Regions from separate parts of the Triticum aestivum genome. Here region 2 is linked to region 1. Evidence: chromatin contacts called from public Hi-C data. All regions are on one chromosome and are shown on one strand. The core of a region is the stretch at or near the end of the contact, and the rest is flanking DNA. Distances in the headings are between cores, read along the strand shown. Region 1 holds the start of LOC123105178 (kinesin-like protein KIN-8B). Region 2 holds the start of LOC123105187 (NADH-ubiquinone oxidoreductase subunit 8).

The links. A called contact is a pair of places that touch in the nucleus more often than the background predicts.
Region 2: a Hi-C map of leaf shows a contact between it and region 1, with 5 times the contacts expected there. The contact joins the promoter of LOC123105187 here to the promoter of LOC123105178 in region 1. A contact is called at or near these places in 2 of 5 Hi-C or Micro-C datasets (both in leaf).

The regions. Positions count from the first base shown.
Region 1 is chr5A:599,879,835-599,886,424 of IWGSC CS RefSeq v2.1, reverse strand. LOC123105178 (kinesin-like protein KIN-8B) reads right to left here and starts at 4,702. Exons shown (of 16, transcript XM_044527185.1): 1 at 4,025-4,702; 2 at 3,851-3,928; 3 at 3,584-3,700; 4 at 1,204-1,289; 5 at 340-484; 6 at 144-239. The coding sequence starts at 4,072.
Region 2 is chr5A:600,339,592-600,346,250 of IWGSC CS RefSeq v2.1, reverse strand. It overlaps LOC123105187 (NADH-ubiquinone oxidoreductase subunit 8), which reads left to right and starts at 4,391. Exons shown (of 8, transcript XM_044527200.1): 1 at 4,391-4,629; 2 at 4,785-4,866; 3 at 5,348-5,401; 4 at 5,505-5,596; 5 at 5,682-5,795. The coding sequence starts at 4,576.

The DNA of each region.
Region 1 (6,590 bases), core at 3,453-5,952:
TGCAAAATAATAATTAGAAATGTTAAGAGTAACAAACAAAAAAGCAAATAACACAAAAGAAGGCCAGAATTAACACTAGCAGCCAAGACATGTAACTTATTACCAGGAAAAATAAATACTGTGAGGAAGGAAGAGTTGTAAACCTTAATTCTTCTTAAACCAGCAACTATTATGCCATGCTCGGGATCCTCACGAAGCTCTAGGTGACCTGAGGATTTCTCAAGCAAATCATAGATAACCTGGAGTTCAGAAAACCGACAATTATTTCACAGCTTATATGCAACACATCTATTAGGACTGATAATATTTTTATTATAAACACAATTATTTGCACATTACCTCATTGTATACTTCCAGATATGAACATGAGACTTCAAATGTATCTGAACTATCATCTTTTTTTATTTGATCAAAGATTGTGCGGAAGCTAAGAACCATAAGACCAGGATCACTCCGGCTTCCAACCATCGTATATGTTTTGCCACTGTAGAATCACATACAGCAGGGCATATTAATATACATATGGAACAACTTCATATTGTAGCTCAGTATCCAAGTATAGCAAAAACACCTTTACTGAATAAATAGTACATCAGTTCTTCGCCAGGGAAGTTTTGAAAAGAATGAAGCAAAAGAAACAAAGTAACATCCCATAGCAACTGGGAACAGTTTCATTTTTAGCATTTTGAACAGTCGACTACTTATAGCCGTAAGATCAAGACAGACCGGGACCGTGACTATCAAACAGACATGTACAAATCCTAAAGTCTTACTATCAAACAGACCTGGACGGTGACTTAGAAATAGCAAAACCATTTGAACAATCATTAAATTGGGATGGCAACTGACTAAGTGTGAAGTAAATACAATCTAGAGTGGACAAGCATTTAATCACTTTTTAACCTCAATTGCATGATTAAGAGGTAAGCTTACCAAGCATGGTACAGATAAGAAAATTTTGAAATAGAGGAAATTCAGGAAAATATAATGCGTTAATTCGATGACCACATCTGAAGAAGTGTTTGGACAGTATATCATCCATTTCCTTAAAGTTTAAAAACTTACGAAATTTACACCATATTTTAATGAGCGCAATTTATGAGATCCTTCAGAACTGTGATTGTAAAGCAGTACATATTTGATGATGGCTAAAAGATAAGCAATCTGCTTGTCAGTAGCAAAAATAATCCAGTGAATGCATACCTTCCAGTAGAGCCATACGCAAAGACTGTCACATTAAGGCCTTGAACTACACCCAAAACTGTGGGAGAAATATTCTTATAAACATCCTGTAAAATGAATGCATTTGTATCAAATTAAAATCGTAAGATGATATAGTGTAAAACATTAACTACAAGAACACAGCATTTGTTCCCATGTCTTAAATCCATACACATCCAGATGATTCTCATTCTTGCAGTCTCCATATGTTCAGTGATAATAACCTTAAGTATGGAAAATTCTAATATCAAGACATAAACATATTAGCATCAGTTTGCACATAAATGCATTTTAGGCTACTGAACTTGCTGGGTTGTGTTGAAACACAATACTCACAAAAAATGTAATACATAAAATAATTACTTGTAGAAAGGGGGACTAAGTTATATCTATGTACCTAGAATCAGTTAGACTATCTCCAACAGCAGACCAAAAAACATAGCCGTGACAAAAACACTGACAGCTCCAACAGCAGACAAATACCTATATGGCGGCCATATTTTTTTTTTGGTCCTGACCAAACAATGCTACAAATGATGTATATTTCGGTCACCGCTAGCAGCCAACCAAAAAACAAAACTGCTGCGCAGGAACCCAACCACCGCCAAGCGGCCTCACACTGCATCTGCGCCTGCCAATTCTGGCCGTCGGGCACCAGGGCCGCCCCAAGTCCCGCCGCCACCCCTACAACCACGGCCGCCCGGTCCCGCACAATTCCGGCCGTCCAACCATGCTCCACACCGTCGCCAAACTTCCCCGCCACCGGATTCTGCCGTCACCATCGCCATCCCCGCCGAGCTCCCCCCCCCCTGCCAACAGATCTGCCTTCTGGCCTCCCTGCGTCGCGTCGGATCGTCATGTTTCATGTGGTTCTCAAATTTTTGGTCTGCTGGAAAACCACAAGATTTTCCGGTGAACAAAAACCTTCTCTCTCCCCCTAAAATCAGCTTTTGGTCTGCTGTTGGCGATGCTCTCTTAGTCCAACCTATTACATATTATTACAATGGGGCTACAAAATTCCACATTAACAGGAACAATAAATCTATGCAGTATTTACAGACCTTGGACAAAATGGTGGAACTTTGTCAGCTACATTTAAAGTTATTGAGCTGTTGTAGTTGTACAGGAAATACAGCTATATATTTGAACAAATACAACTATTTCTGAAACAAAGCACATTTGTTTTCGTATCTAACCGGGCAAGAGATTTGACTAGGTATATACACATTTCCAGCATCTATACATACCAGTGTAACATGGCCTGACCATAGAACTTTGATTGCTTCAACATTTTATGTAACATTTTTTACAAGAATGATTCTGACAAGATCCAGTGATAGTGCGATACAGAATTAAGTTTTTCAACACGATGTACGATGTTACATGACTCTTGCAAAACGAATCAAAATTAGTATTCATATGAAATCAAATCCTAATAGCGATTTAAACATTGTTGACAGATCTGTTGGGCTTTAAGAGTTATTAATACAAACACGTGTTTGTCAGGAACTCAGGATAAGCTGCTAGGGGTTTATAGCCTGGACTCAGACTAGCTCATAAGTAGGACTAGTTACGTATCTAATAACTTCCAGCCACTGGGTGCTCGCATGATCTCCCACTGGGTGTCACACAAAAATCTCAAAATAAATGCAGTGACTACAACTAACCGACAGATTTTTGAAACGTTAACACAGAAGAAACAAATGTTTTTTTTTTCAAAAAGGGGTGACCACGGAGCAGAAACAAGTGGTACTGGGTTAAAACTTAATAACACGGTTGTAGAGCGGACTAGTGCAACCGTATCAGGGAGAGCCACTGTAGACGAACTACGAAGACCGTGGATAAAAAACAGCTGCCCAGCTAGTTGCACTTGATTACAGTTTACAGGGTAAGTGGTGAAGATACAGTGTAACAAATGCCCCAGGCTCCAGTCCAGGTCACGGATTAAAAAGAGACCTGGGTTTTGGAAATTAGTTCTCTAAACTGGAGTCCTTTTCTCTGAAACCAGACGTATACGCGTTAGGTAGCATACCTAACAGTAACAAATACAGCCAATGCTTTGCTTAGCTCCAGACTGAATTGGCATTTTGCACATGCCAATAGCATCGTTACAACCTAGAGCTATCCAAAGCATGAGCAACTCCTAGTTTTGGCAATTAATAAACCAAAGGGGTTGGTTGCGGTTTCGCTTTCTGAAGTAGCATTTCCTGAAATGCAAGGCATGACCAATCCAGGAACTCCCAAGCTTCAGTGCAGATTTAAGACACTTACTGTAATCAGCATATGAGCCCATTGTCAAAAGCAAGCTAAGCAATTCAGGGTTAGTGCAGCACAAGCTAATGAGGTACATAAGCCTGCGTACCGTATTGGAGCATCCAGGCGCGTACACGTGATCGAAGCTGTATCTTTTCTCCTTGGTCCGGTTCTGGATGAGGTCCAGGTAGCCCTTGGAGATATCAGGGTCCAACACAGCTACATTCTGGAGAACCATACAAGCACAACATTATCACTACTAGTTTGCTATGCTACCAATACCATTACCATCCATGGCAAAATTCTAACCACCCATGACACAAACTACTAATAGTTCATAGCCCAAGCAAATCAAGCCAAGCCTCTGTCTGTTTACCTTGTCATCAATTACTTGTATGATGTGCCGCGAGCGCCGGCTCTCGTTGTCGGTCAGTGGCCTGCACTTGACAGCCACCTGCAAATAGATACAGGATCACATAATCAAGCAAGGCAATGGAACAGAAGTGCAGTTAAATCGCAGTGGATTGATGCAGAGGGTGTAGTGTGGTACCTGCAGCGTGGCCGTCTGCCTGGAAGCCGGAGCCCGGATGGTGGGCATTGCGCGGAACCTTCCTCTTCCTTTTGGGGGTTGGCCCCCAGCCCAGCCGACCTCCCTCCCTTCCTTCGCCCAGAAGATGCGGTGCCAATCTAGCACAAGCCAACCCGGCCGCGCCCACGCCCACGACCCTTCGGAATCACGCCACACGGGGGCGGCAAAAAGGCGAGGCGCATCCCCACCGCACCAGCAGCACCACCAGCTGCCGCGGCGGCGGCGAAAAGGGGCCCCGCGAAAAGGAGCCCGCTACTGCCGCTGCAGTGGCCTCCCTGCTCACCGGTCCACCACCAAACCAACCCGAGCCGCCGCCGGCCAACACGGCCGAATGCCGGAGGAGTCGAGGAGAAATGCCGCCGCCGGAGGCCGGCTCCCTCCGCCAAAATGCGAGCCCGCGGAGCCGTGCCCAACGCTCCCGAAATCGCCGCGCCCGGGGAAGGAAGGAAGGAAGGAACGGCGGTTACTCCATCCACAGAAGAAAATGGCAGCACGGCCACAGGTCGAGCGCGTGTGTGATTTGGTGGGCGGCACGACGGGGCTGCAGGCGGGCGTACGAAGAGGATTCAGGGGATGAAGAGGAGGAGGCGGTGGTAGGAGGGAGGAGACGGAGGTGGTGGTTTAATGGGGGAGGAATAATTAATCGGCGGCAGCTGGAGAAGGCGACACGGAACGGGAGGGGGGGGAGGGGAGGCGAGGTGGGGGTGGGCCTCGCCCTAGCTGGGCCCCACCCAACGGTCCGATGCCTTTGCTTGCGCTTGCGCCTGCGCCTCCGTCCGGCTCCGGCCCGGTCCGGTACACGACGCCGTACCTGCGGTACAGTCAGTCCTGCGCCACGCACAGCTCGTCGGCGCGCCCCTCTATCTATCCTTTCCCCGCCTACCTGCCAGGTCTCTCGCTTCGTCGGGGCGCTCTCGTCGCGTGCAAACCCAAACCTGGACGCTAGCCGGCTACTGTGTGCGCACGCTATGGGGTGTGGAGTGCACAATGCAACAAAGCTGGGATGAAGAAGGAAGGGTCGATGTGCACGAGTGCCGAAAGGCGTTCTGGTCCAGCTTCAATGCACGATGCGGAACAGTGCGATGCTAGCTAGAGTGGGGAGCTCGCCTATGGCGCACAGGCCGGTGGGTGATCGTGTGCCTTTAGTTTGCGTGGCAGAGGCGCGGGAGCTCTGGTGGGTGTCGGCGCGGCGGCCCTCCATGTGAGGCTACACGGTTGGCTTTGCGGCGAGCGTCGTTGCAGCTGCGGTGGCTCTCGTCTTAGCTATGTGGGTGTCGAGGGGAGAACGCGACGAGTGATTTCTGGCGTCGCCGTGGCTTCGGCGGTGACGAGTCGCTAGTCATGATCTCGAGGCCATGTGCCGACGGCAATATCCCTGTCTCTGGGTTGGTTCCAAGACCATGGAACCTTGTGTGGCACAGACGAGGATCTGAGTGAAAGCTTTGCGCTTTGGCACCGGCAACGGCGAAAGCTTCCCGCTCCAACGATGATGCCCATGGGTGTTGCTTGCTCATGGGGGCACCGTTATGTGTTTTCTCTTCGTGTTAGGTTTGCGAATGAAAACCCTAGTAGCGGCACGTTGCATTCTCACTCTCTTGACGGCGTCGTCGAGGAGCTCACAGAACATCTTATTGCAATGTGTCTGCGCCTTCAAACATGATCTAACACTGCCGAGAAGCTTCTTCGAATCTGGCGTGGGGTGTCTTTGTTGGTCTCGTATTTGTCCCGGGCCAGGGTTCTCTCACCATGTCGGTTCTAGCCTGATAGGCCATGCTAGCACATGACACGCTATACGAAGACTTCTGAAGACTTGATGTACAAGCTGAAGAAACTAGAGCCATGGATGACTCTATCTCCACCTACATAGCCGACTACCTAAGCCCCCCGGTAAGCTATATAAGCCGGGGGTTTGTCAATGGACACATTACAATCCTTGGTATTCAACTATACTTTGCACACACACCCCAGTCGCAAATAGACATTAGCAGTAGTAGATGATTATCTCTATGGCGAGAGCCCAAACTTAGGCAAAATCTTGCCTCGTGTTACCATCCAGTCCAATCGCCTAGCCGGGACACCCTATTGAGGGATCTACCTGATTTAGCTTTGCCCCGTGTCATCGTTGTCACCACTCTCGGTTTTTTCTGTCCAGTAGCAGGACCGAAGCTTTGCGGCCCGGAACAAGAGGGCAGGTGGCCCTCTCCGGCGAAAGGTTGATGTTTGCGGTATAGTGGTGCCCGATGGTTTCCTTAGGAGGCGCGGTGTTGTTCATGTTCAGTAACCTTAGTTGCCTATTGTTAGGTGTGGCTACTCATGTTATCTTGCTCGGTGTTGAGGTGATGGAATTCTCGCTACACTCTTGGGTGTTGTTTTATTTTGATTTGCTTTCTGAAAGAATTTTTCCTCACCACCCCGTACTGGCTTGGCCATTCTAGTTTTATTATGTAAAAGCGAGGTGAAAACATGTTTCAAGGTACATGAGCGTGACATCCTACCACCGGCTCTAAACCCTAGCAACCAAGCTCCT
Region 2 (6,659 bases), core at 3,142-5,641, 460 kb before region 1:
CTGTATGAGCATGTTGAGATGTTCGCATAGCCCTCTTGGGACCTTGAAACAAGACATAGAGAAGACAGGAACTGCTTGGGCCACTGGTTTGACTAAGACCTCCTTCCCCGCAGTAGACAAAGTCTTCTCTATCCAAGCTTGTATTTTATTCCATAAATGATCTTTCAAGAATTTAAAGGCTCCATTCTTTGACTGACCCACATCAGATGGCATGCCCAAGTATTTCTCATTCAGAGTCTCGTTTGGTACATGGAGCAACCCTTTGACCTCCGCTCGAAACTTTCAGGAACACCCTTGCTGAAAAATATGGAAGATTTATCATAGTTAATTCTCTGACCCGTTGCTTGACAATAATGATCCAACAATTGGTTGACCTCATCTGCACCCATAGTATTGGCCTTGAAAAACAGCAGGCTGTCATCTGCAAATAATAAATGACTTACCGGTGGCGCTGAAGGTGCCACTTGTAGACCAAGGAGTTTAGATGACTCATTTGATTTTAAAAGGCACAAAAGGCCCTCTGCTGCTAGCAAGAACAAGTATGGGGAGATTGGATCCCCCTTTCGGATCCCTCGTGAAGGATTGAATTGTTGCAGTTTACTATCATTGAACATGACTGAAAATTTGACCGACGTTACCATGCCCATAACTATCTCAACCCATCTCTGAGTGAATCCCAACTTTAGCAGGATGGCTTGTAAATATGACCACTCCACCCTATCATAGGCCTTCATCATATCCAATTTCAGTGTGCGGTGTTGGTGTTTATTTGCCCTATTCCTTTTCATAAAATGGAGACACTCATAAGCTGGAATTATGTTGTCAGTAATCAACCTTCCAGGAACAAAGGCGGACTGTTCTACATAAATTATGTCGGGCAATATCAGCTTGAGACGGTTTGCAATCACCTTGGATGCAATTTTGTAAAGGACGTTGCAGAGGGATATAGGCCGGAATTGAGTTAACTGCGTTGGGCTTTTTACCTTGGGGATGAGAACTAGGATAGTCTCGTTAATACATTCCGCAGACTTCGTCCCTTCAACTATTCGAAGCACCACCTTTGTTACCTCATCACCGCACACATCCCAATTACGTTGGAAAAAATGGGCGGGGAACCCGTCCGGCCCCGGGGCTTTTATAGGGAACATTTGGAAAAGAGCCTCCTTCACTTCCTGCTGTGTGTATGGAGCATTTAACTGGATATTCATCTCGGGCGTTACCTTGCATGGCACTGTATCAAGGACTGTCTCCATATTCTGTACTCCCTCGGAAGTGTAGAGGTTTTCATAGAACACGCTGGTAAGATTGGCCATCTCATTTGCACCCTCGGTTAAACTACCATCCGGGCCTTGCAATGCTTTTATTTGGTTCTTTCTTCTTCTCCGACTGGCTCTGAGATGAAAAAAATAAGTATTCTTGTCTCCATGAGCCAACCATTCTAGCCTTGCTCTCTGTCGCCAAAGAATCTCCTCCCGGTGATATAACTCTATTAGGCAGTCTGAAATTTTGATCTCCACATGGGAAGGGCCGATCCTCCCCATTTGCGCCCGCAGCACATCTAGCTATCCCTTAAGCTTTTTTATCTCGCCAAGAAGAGAACTGAACTCAGTGTGGTCCCAATGATGCAAGCCGTGTGATAGCCCATTCAACTTTTCATGCAAATCTGCCACTGAGTTGGCATGTGTTTTGCTCCAATCCTCTGAAACGAAGTTAATGAACTGTGGGTGCCGCTCCCACATCAGCTCATATTTAAACGTATGTGGCCCCTTCTTTTGTGTATGCACATTAGATAACGAGAGTAGGATCGCTGCATGGTCGGATGACGCTGAATTTTTATGCTCAAGCTTTGCTGCGGGAAACGCTAGTGACCACGCCGGTGTGGCGACACACCTATCCAGTCTTACACGCGTGAAAGTGCCACTGGCGACCTTCTTCTCAAAGGTCCACGTACTCCCATGGTAGTCGATATCTGCTAAACCACAAGTATCTAGGGCGTCTTGGAAGGCGTCCATCTGAGCCTGGCTTCTGCTTCCTACTCCATCATGTTCATAGGCATGCAACACTTCATTGAAGTCGCCTAGAGCAGCCCAGGGCAGCTGGCTCGAGCTCGCAATGCCCCTAAGCATGTTCCAAGTTTTGTACCGCTTGCTAACCTGAGCTTCTCCATAGATGAAGGTGAACCTGGCCTTGGTACCATTAAAGGAGTCAACCTCAACATCGGCATGATACTCAGAGTAACCAATTATCTCAAGCTTTATTGAATCATTCCAGAAAATCCCAATACCACCACTTCTGCCAGAACTACTAATAGCAAAACTCTTATTAAAGCCTAAAGTATCAACAAGCTTTTCAACTCTCTCACCCTCTATTTGAGTTTCAACAATGCATATTATAGAGGGGCAAACTGCCTCACCATATCGTGAAGCTCTCGAACCGCCGCGGGTTTGCCAGCACCATGACAGTTCCAACATAAGATACTCATTGGGCTCAGCGGCGCTCCTCGCCGGAGCCCGTCTTATTTGGTTTTGCTACATTAGTAAGGGCATGTTCTGATCTCCTCTCACTCCACGCTTCACAAATATTGGAGCGGATTCATGCCGAACGAAATATGACCGAGAAGCTAGCTTCAGGAAGCTACCATCAAGCGTAGTACAAAACGTGAAGCAGGGTCGGCCCAGCTCCACCGATACGAAAAGCTGAAGTTAGCCAATATTACATTGGAAGTGCCACCACCAAGTGAAGGTAATCGAATCGGTACGTTGCCCACACATATCGCTGGTCATTCTCTCTCGATCGAATAGGTACAAAGGCTCTCTAGGCTACCTCCAACGGCCCAAACTGGCACCCAACTAGGCCCAACAACCTCCTAGCTTGGCTTTAGCGACCCGAGAAGCTACGCTCGGCGTCGAACACTTGCGAATCGCTGTGTGAAGCAAGAAGCTGGTTAGGGAAGCTGGATTTGTGAAGTTGGAGGAGATCAGAACACGCCCTAACTCCTCATTGCCATCAGCCGCCTTTGCCCTTTTTGATTCTCTCTTTGGTGGAGGACTCATTGCATTTAGTTCAGCCGGAATGATTGCAAGTTGACTGTTTATGGATCCTCCAACAGATTGTTGTTCACTTTGACTTGCTCTCTCCGGACGCTTCCTGTTACCCTCCATCATATCAGTGTCCACAATCACACGGCTAGCAGTGTCAACAGGATCATCATAACCCGGAGCCGTAGACGACGCCCCTCTCGCAGTAGCATTGTTGGTGTGGCCACCTCGGCCTCCTCCCTGCCCACCGCGGCGACCTCGGCCTCCCCCGGGGCCAGTCCCCGTCCTCATGGTCCAGGAAGCCCGCAGGTCTTTGAAGAAGAGCGCATCTGGTGTATGAACTCCATCACTGTGCTCTTTGAAAACATGGCCTAGACGCCCACAAACGGCGCACCAATCAGGAAGTTTCTCATACTTCACCTTTTATATCTGACGATTGCCATCGCGAATCATTGACACCGCATTCTTGAGTGGTTTGAAGACATTGATCTTAACCCAGACTCGGTAGAAGTTGCCGGCGAAGTCTTGAGACTGCGATTCCACGAACAGAACTTCCCCAACTTTCCCTGCCAAGGCTGGAACTAGATGGGCGTACTTGTCCAGGACATCATGAATCTGCACCCAAATATCAAGTGTGTCCAGCGCTACTTTGGAGGGTTGGGTGATTCCATCATAGGGCGTAAGGATCATCGTGTGATCCACGGAAGTTCCACGGGCCGTCCTGCATGACGTGTTCCCAATCCCCTAAGCAAAAGAACTGTATTGTGTAGAGATTATCCTCTAAGGGATGAAACTTGCAGTTCTGAGCGAGATCCCATGCCGCTCGCATGTTCTTGAAGAGCCAAAATTGGCTATATTCCTTGTTTATGTGCACCCGCGTCACGGCGCTCCACCGAGCCGCCTTCGGCGGTGCAGCTTCCTCATCATAGACGACGTCGTCCAAGTCCTCATCGCGAAGGCCCAGCTTTGCCATCATCTTCTCCAACTCGACAGAGGGGCCTGCGACGCGTCTTGCAGCCGCTGACGCGCCTTCCTCTGCCATCCTCTTGAAACCCTAACCTGAAGGAGATCCGATCGAGCATTGTAAACGAACCCTAGCTCCCTGCCCGTAACCAGTCAGGTCCAACCAAGGCCGGGTGATGGTCCAGAACCACCCCGTAATCAGCCCGAATCAGCCCCGATGGCACTGCCAAGGGAGGGAAGGTGAACGAATTCGATGGCGACGAAGAGATCGCCCCAGGGAGAAGAAACCCTAACTCGCGAGCGAGAAGGAAAAAAAACAGGCAATCGATCTCGAACGTTTTGGATGGGCACGGGGCACTTCTATACCTCTAGTGCCTTGAACACACGGAAGGCCCCCCTGTCTTCTGGGCGGTGCTGCACTTCCCAGCCCAGCCCAGCCTAGCCCACCTGTAAGTTCCTGTTTCTCCACACACCCGGACATCCCCCAGCCACTAACTAGAGACCACAGTGCACAGTCCACCTCAACCCCCTTTCGATCCGAATCCACCGTCTCCTCGTCGCCGACGACGCCACCATGGCGGCGCTCCTAGCCCGGCAGGCAGCGATGGCCCTCCGCGCTAGGCAGACGGTGAGCAGCCCTTCTACCCCTCCCCCGCCTCCCCTGCCCGCCGTCGCCCTCCTAGATCTCCGCCGTCCGCCCTCCGGCTTTCAGATCGAGGCACGCCGCCCCGCACTCCTGTTTGCTGTGACTTGCGCCTGATTCGTGGTTTGCCGGTGTTTCAGGCGCGTCTCGGCCCGTCCGCGACGGCGATGCAGGGCCACCTCCGGACCTACATGGACGCGGGGGCGCCCAAGAGGTTCAAAGGTATCCACCCTCTCCCCTCTTCCTGAGCTTTTGGTATTATGATTATTTCGGAAATGTGGTTCGGGCTATGTTGGTTCTACCTTACCATTTCCATGCATTTCGTGTGTTCAAAGTGATTGATTTTCTATATCTTGTGGTGCATACGGTAGCGTGTGAGCGAGGAATTAGGGTTGTACCTGAAACTCTTTGGAACAGATCTTCGGTTATAGAGTATTAGTTAGTTGCACACTGATGCCTGACACCCAGTATGAAATGGTCAAAAATTGTGCCATGCTGCCTCCCGTTGGTTTTAGGAGAACCTGTTCTTTACAACTTAAAGCCATTTGCTGATGATGATGGACTATAGTATCGAATTCTAATTGGCCTTATTCTTTCGAACACTAATTCCATGCTATGATTTTGTGTGTGCATAGTTGCATCTTGAATTTAAATTTGTGCGATGCTACTGTTCTCTGAAAGCGCTGCCCTCTTTAATGATCAGAGGACGAGGAGAAAGAACAGCTTGCGAAAGAGCTCGCCAAAGATTGGAGTGCTGGTGAGTATATGTTTTTTATATGGGCATACAATTGTATGTTGGCTATTTTCCTTGTTGCTGTTAGGATACTGCTTCACCTCTCATTTTAATGCTCTTTCTTCAGTGTTTGAAAGGAGTATCAATACATTGTTTTTGACTGAAATGGTCCGTGGTTTGATGCTGACGCTCAAGTACTTCTTCGAGAGGAAAGTTACAGTTAAGTGGCGAATTTCACACATGCTATTAGTCTTATTGTCGTGCTTGCTTCTGTTGACTGTTCTTTTATCTTGACTCCTTGTAGATTAACTATCCATTTGAGAAGGGCCCTTTGAGCCCCCGTTTCCGAGGGGAGCATGCTCTCAGACGTTATGATACTGGGGAAGAGCGTTGCATTGCCTGTAAACTCTGTGAAGCTGTAAGTTGTGTTCTCTTAAATCTCGCAATAGTAGTGGATTAGTTAGCAAACCATATGAATTTATCTTCTGCCAAATGAAATTGAGTTCTAAACGGTCCATAGTAATAGCAGGCCATGCTTATATGAAAATTTGGTGTTTGCACCAGTAATACTTCTCAACGCAATGTTATAACAGTGATGCCATGTTTTCCATATTAAATTATGAGTTCTTAGGGTCATCTTCTCTTTCCCATTATTTACTTTGCAAAATTGGTTTCTTTCAAGTATATCTGACTGAAATTGATTAAAGTTTTTAAGAAAAGTTTGATCCCTTACTTGCTTGAAGTTATTTACAATACATGATGGTTTTGTTCTTGTTTGTGGTAGTCATCGTAGTTGTTAGTGCTTGTGGAGTAAAGCATTAAGATTGATGTTCTGTGAGTATTCAGAATAGTCTGGCCATTGTATGAAGGGTTTCAGTTCCTGGGATTGATCACTTTTTCCCGTGGGTACAAGGAGAACAAATCGTGGCCTGGAAAAATTTAATTTAAAATCTAAATTGCAATTTGAAGTACAATTGATGGCATAATTATGGCCGTGAATCAGACAGATGTCGGTCATTCTTTGAGGGTAACGGACAAGTCAAAACCACCAAGAAAATTGCTGGTTACTGACTGGGAACCTGTCCTAAAAGAGTCCACAACTCCAGGGTTGAAACACTGATGGTGCAAACCTCTTGAGTCAGTAAGATTGTGTACGGTGTTAGCAGTTAGAACTTTGAGCTCTGAATCACTGGCAGCAAGAGCATTACAGCTTTCTGCTTATTGGTGCTTTTATTTAAAAAATATTTGCAGCTCAAATTTCTTAGGCCACATGCTTCTTCAA